Regions from separate parts of the Zea mays genome. Here region 1 is linked to region 2. Evidence: chromatin contacts called from public Hi-C data. All regions are on one chromosome and are shown on one strand. The core of a region is the stretch at or near the end of the contact, and the rest is flanking DNA. Distances in the headings are between cores, read along the strand shown. Region 1 has its middle 49 kb from the start of LOC100193423. Region 2 holds the start of LOC100193423 (VIN3-like protein 2).

Region 1 (3,194 bases), core at 22-2,521, 49 kb before region 2:
ACTGCGATCCCTCTGTGTGTGTGTCTGCTGCTGACAGGGATCCGTGTACGTGCATGGTGTCAGACACCGCTATCGGCGACACGTACGCATGCATGCATGCCTCTGCTCGACTTGCTCCTGGACTCCTGGTCGAGGTCGAGACGGAGCCGGAGATGCCATGCGTCTCCATCTCCGAAACGAATCGAACCGCTGCTGCCATGCCTTTATTGAAGGGAAAGCCGTCGTCCGTTGAGGCGGGCGGGGATCGACCCTTTTCCGTTCCGTTGCATAATTGCATTGCATCCACTCGCCCGCCCGCTGACGCTATATATATAAAAGTATATATCTATTTAGGTCGGATTGGGGGCCCTACTAACTTTGGGGGCCCTGAGCGACGGCATACACTGCCTACCCTCAGGGCCGGGCCTGGCTGTCGTCTCCTCTTGTTTTGGGAATCCATATTTTAATATCCCGGCGGAGAGCGACGTATGCCTCCGTCACCACGTGCACTGCAAGCGGTGATAAAAAGATACTCCTCCGTTCCAAAATACAAGTCATTCCTATATTTTTGGAGAGCCAAAGTTTTTTAAATTTAACCAAAAGTATAACAAGAATCATAAAGATTTATGATATATAATCGATATAGTATAAAAATATATTTAATGAATAATCTAATGATATACATTAGGTATCGTAAATATTATTACTTCATTGTAAATTTGGTCAAATTTAAAAAAAGAAATCGTCAACACTCTAAAAATTAAAAATTTTAGAATGGCTTATATTGTATGACAAATGGAGTAGATAGGTAAGAGTATGTGGGTGGACGTGGGGCGGGCGGCTACACGACACTGTCATTGCCATTGCCGATTGTTGTACTCCATCCGTCCTAGAATAATGTGACATGACCACCTTTTCCCTATCTACTACTACTACTAGACCTTTAATGCGTATAAGCAACGGTTTCTAGCTGCAATGATGTTATATATGAAGTTTAGAAATAGTTAAAAAAAAATAACATGCAAAGCAAAATAACATGGCGATGTACACCTGATACACAGGTTTGATTAGAATGTGTCAGCAGGTGCTGCGGTACAGGGGAAACAGAAAAAAATACCTAGAATAAAGAAGATTAGAAGAAGCAGCCAGGAGTGTGTACGTACCATCCATAATAGGAGTAGCAGGAGTCCTGCCCTCTCAAAGGCGAGGGAGTGAAGGAAGAAGAAGAAGCCACACGTCGCGCGGGAGGGGTTGGCTCGGAAGACGAGAGGAGAGGCTGCTGCTCGTGGTGGTACTCGCACGCACCAACCCACGCCAACGCCACTCGCGAGGCGGTGGGGGGAGTCGTTGGCGCGCATCTTCAAGTCCATTAATTAATTAACCCAACGTCCGCGGCCCGCGCTCACGTCACGTCTCGCTCCGACTTAATTAAATTAAAACAAACAATATATGCACTGCACCATTATTATTTTTATATATATACTCGCTCCGATTTCATACAGTATTTGTTTGCTGGACAATTACATTTGCGGGGAGGCCCCTCCCGGTCCGCCTTATTCGCTTCTCAGTCCCGCTGCTGTCCATTGCCCGCTGAGGTGCTGAGGCTCCTCTGGGTTCCTGGCAGGCACGGTGTCCGCCAGATTTCATGTGCCACCGTCCACTCAAAAAATCGATCGATTGCGCGTGTAACTGTGCAGTACATCACATACGTACGTACGCCGCCCTTGTCTTACAAAGGCTCTTCAATTTCTGGCCAAAAACATTGTTTTGTCGCCGTACTGCCAGTACCAACTATATGCAGCGCGCTGTGTTCAACTTCTGTAAAGGCAAACTTCGGTTCAATTCTTTCTCTTTCTTTCTTTCTACCCTAAGCTGTTTTACTAACTAGTAGCTTTCATCATCTTTCGTGTACCCATATGCCGCTACCACTAGATTGATCTCTTGTTTTTTTTCCCTCTCCTAGACACGACGAGAGTTAGACTGTCTTCAGCAACGTTCTCTATATACATCATCTATATCCGTCATTTACAGTCTTCTCTAAAAGATTTTATCCCCTATATCTACTTTCTCTCCAACAACGTCCACTAAATCACGTCCTCTATAGGTAAATACCTATATTAAAGACATTTTTAATTTTTTTTAATTTTTGTACATACGTATTTGTCATACTCTCAAATATATTGTACATATTTTAGTTTTATTAAACCGGTTGTTTAAAGTATTCAAATAGATAGAGAACCATTTAGAGAAACTCTACATATAGAGAATCTAGCAGCGTTTTCTAAATTTAGAGGACCGTTTAGAGAACGTTGCTGGAGGGAGTAGAGGATGTCCTCGTCCGCTAAATTTAGGGTACAGGACCCTTTAGAGCTCCTTGTTGGAGCTAGTCTTAGGTGCAACCGTTCAAAGTATTTTAACTTTTACGTCACACGTCTCTTAAGGTTTAGAGGTGTGTTTGTTTAAAATTATAATACGCTTAGGTTATATATTTCAACAAATTTTAAATTTAATTTAAAATTTATTGGATTATAAGTTTAATATTTATTGGATTATATAATTTGGACACATTATATTTTCAAACAGACACCCCTTACTAGTAGTAGCATCGAGAAGAGAGGTAGTGGATCCTTAAAATAAAAAAATAGAGAAAAGGATACTAATCTCTACTATCTATTAAGATGATAGTGTAGACTACGGCTATGCCCCCGTCTCCCCTCCGCGCTCGCACGCACCCTGTTCCCTCGCCCGCACAAACCGCCCCATCCGCGAGCGCGGAGGGAACGCAGATCGAGCATAGAACCTGCACTCGGCGACCACGGGCGAATGGAACCGAGATCTCGCAATGCGGGGGAAGGAGCTCACCTCCGAACTCGTCGCCCAGATCCGGGCCCTCCTTGCCACCACCCCGCCCCGCGAAGGGCGGGAGCCAGAAGAGCGCCGACAGCAGCACGGCCACCCCGAGCACGAGTGTCGCAACGCATTGCAGCCGAATCACCCTCGCCGCTCCTCCTTCTCTTCCGCACCAGCAGCAGAAGCGGTCGCCCCTGCTTCCTCCTGCGCCTTCGCCTGCGCCGCCGCCCGCCCCGTCCGGCGTCTGATGCGCCTCGCCGGCGTCCTTCCCCATCCGGCACCGCGATCTCACGCATCCCGGCCGGCCACCGCCGACGAGCGAGAGGTGAGGGGGCACCCCGCCATTGCGCCGCTAAGTCGGTGCG
Region 2 (2,891 bases), core at 279-2,778:
AAATGATACCATATATATACTTTTTGAGACAATAATTACGAATATATATATATATATATATATACCACATTTATAATTTGTTATACAACCGAAAACAACCTAGCACGTTTAGAAACTTCACAACCAGTCAGGGGCGGATCTTAAGGGGGATTGGAGGCTCTAGTAGTGATGGCAACAAATAAACTATCCATAGATAATGACTCTGGACATCCATATCTGAGACTTAACTCGATACCCGAATATGTATCTGTTATCCGCCACAGATAAAAAACCATACCCACATTCGCTACCCGCGGACAACAGATATCCAAAGATATATACGTTTGCCCATTAGCCACATACACCAGTTTTAAATCCTGCAAATCCAAATATGACGATAATTGATTTGTCCAACAAATTCAAATATGATAAAGACGTAAAGCGGCATAGAATTTGTGCATCAAATCAAATCTGATACAAGCATAGAATTTGTCACCGACATACAACGACATAGAATTTATCACCGCCAAAGGCTGCTCGCACTATGGCGATTGGGAACTAGGAAGGATCGATGAGTGATGGGGTTGGGTTGGTGGGACTTGGGTCTTGGGTATGTAGTGTGCGGATGGGGATGGGGATGGGTGGAAACCCTAGCGACCCACATGTCAAGTTAACCTGTAATTGGATATTCGGGTATGTATAATATTTTTATATCCGTTCTATAAATATGCGTGGATATTAGGTGCTACTCGTATTCGTATTTGTGGGTACAGACTTGTATCAAATCCATACCGAATGAGTTTTTTTATGCTCGGGTGTGCAGATAAATCATATCCATGCCATCCCTAGGCTCTAGCTCCCTCACATCCATGAAACTCTATTGGAGAAAGAGATGAAGAGTAGATAAAAAGAGAAGAGAAAGAAGAAAAAGAGAGGGGAAAAAAATAAGCCTCATCTTAGTCATCTACCAAGTTATGCTGCCTGCCATAGTTCACCAGAAAATCAGCTTATCATTTCTGGGTCCGCTATTACTGTCAGTGTCAGTGATAGACTTAGAACTGCACGGTTCACATCACTTGACCTAAGCTTAACTGCATCCGCACGGTATGCACTATGCCCACATGCCACAGCCACACATGGATGTGTACGTACTGATTCTCGTCATTATCACAAATATGTGCTGCGTGTTGTCGTTGTTACATCACCTATACGGCATAGAGACATCATAATTCATACATACCTTTTACTTTTAGCCTCGCCGGTTCGAAGAGTTGCCCAACAACCCCTCTCGTTTCAAAGTCATCGAGGCTAATGAGATTATCGGCTAAAAAACCGCGGTCTCCTGCCAAACTAATTTGACCCTAGCTAATAACCGTCCCATCGAAACTAGCGGCCCACCGGCCGGCGGCCGCCGCCCGTTCAACGAACGAGTAGCGGGACAGCTCAGGAATACGTGGGAACTCGGGGGTGTCCACCGCAAAAGCGGCACCATCGCGTCGTCGATCCGCGTGCCGAGTCCCAAGGCCGGGCGTTAACCCCGCGTGGTCGCGTGCAGCAGCCAGCCAGCCAGCGCCCCCTGCTCTGCTCTGCCCAGCGGGAGGACAGGAGAGAGGAGTCCACGCGAGCGGAGAGGAGAGGAGAGGGAGAAGAACGAGGGAGAGGAGAGAGATCTCCCCCCACCCACCCCGACCCTTCCTCCTCCCCTCGGCCTCTCCGGCGGGCGGGCAATTCGGCCATGGATCCCCCACGCGGAGGTCAGCACCCCTCCTCCCTTCCCTCCTTCCACGGTTTCCCTATCCCCGTACTTCTCCGCGCCGCGGTCGCCGCGCGCGCGGCTCGATCCGCGCGACCGGTGGTTCGCCCCACGGGTCTCCGCGTGCGGCCACGGCCGATTGGCCGCTGCGGAGCGGGATTCTCCGTTCGAGTCCCGCCGTCGAGGTTCCATGTCTCTCTCCTCTCTCTCTCTCTCTCTCGCGCGCGCGCTGGTCGCAGCGGCGGCGGGCCATCCTTCGTGCCCCGCGCGGCGCACGAGGCCGCCGCCGAATCCCAGATTTATCGTGCATGCGCGGCGCCTGGCGGTTCCCGCGCTTCGGATTGCTGGTCGGGATAGTCCGGTCGCCGACGCGTGGAGAGGACGGGCTCGGGCGCGGCGCGCGCGCGGGGGCGGGGATGCCGCCGCCGCCGGCAACGTTAGATTCGCGTGCATGCGGCGGTGGCTACTCGGTACTCGCATTGCGGCCGGGGGGATTCGGCGCCTTTACGTCGCTGTCCGGGGATGTACGTGTCCGCATCTGCCGCCCCGTTTGGTGGCACCCGGTGGTGGTAGCGAAGTATCTCTTTTTGGGACGGAAGAAAGGCCTGGGTCAGCCTCAGCTGCTGGGGGCGGCGGCTGCTGCTGCTGCTGCGGTTCGTGGACTTGGATGCCCATTGTGTGATTCCCATCGCGTTGACCGGGCCGTGTGGGATATTTATTCGGATGCACCGCTTTGTTCTTGGTTGTGTGGCCGCTTTAGGTTGGTGGAGGGTGTTGTGTGTTGATTTCGTTTGTTATACAGATTTACAGAGGGTTTACGATTCTTAGCATTGTTGCCGCCATTGTTGCTGTCTATAGGTAGACGCTACAAGTAGGAGGCTCCTAAGACCAACTTCACCGGGCTCCGTTAATTGCTATCTATCCGTTTTTTTCCGCGTCCAATAGCACTGTTTATGTGTCCAACAGACATCGTATCCAGGCATGGAAAATGCAAGCAGATTCATCCGCTCCGTATGTTGGCGTTGTCTCTCTACTCCCTGCAGTTCAACCACCACCTTCATTCGATCCCCCGTGACTGTAGCGTGCCTCTGCGAGGCCCCTCGATGACGTGCGCCTGCAGGCCGGCGAGGATCCTTTTGAGGTTACCGGAGGTGATGGA

Evidence for each region. Hi-C and Micro-C count contacts between places; a contact is called where the count stands out from the background.
Region 1: a Hi-C map of leaf shows a contact between it and region 2, with 3 times the contacts expected there. The contact joins the enhancer-like site here to the promoter of LOC100193423 in region 2. A contact is called at or near these places in 10 of 25 Hi-C or Micro-C datasets (ear, leaf, root tip and 2 more).

What each region holds. Positions count from the first base shown.
Region 1 is chr5:82,820,593-82,823,786 of Zm-B73-REFERENCE-NAM-5.0, reverse strand. No RefSeq gene overlaps it. Among protein-coding and RNA genes, the nearest start is that of LOC100193423, 49 kb to the right of the region's middle. Within about 2 kb of position 1,271, at least 17 of the 20 cell types and tissues checked have an H3K27ac peak or open chromatin away from gene starts, as enhancers often do. A contact at or near this core is called in ear, leaf, seedling and 1 more, where this site is marked.
Region 2 is chr5:82,772,075-82,774,965 of Zm-B73-REFERENCE-NAM-5.0, reverse strand. It overlaps LOC100193423 (VIN3-like protein 2), which reads left to right and starts at 1,528. Exons shown (of 4, transcript NM_001310443.1): 1 at 1,528-1,733. The coding sequence starts at 1,715.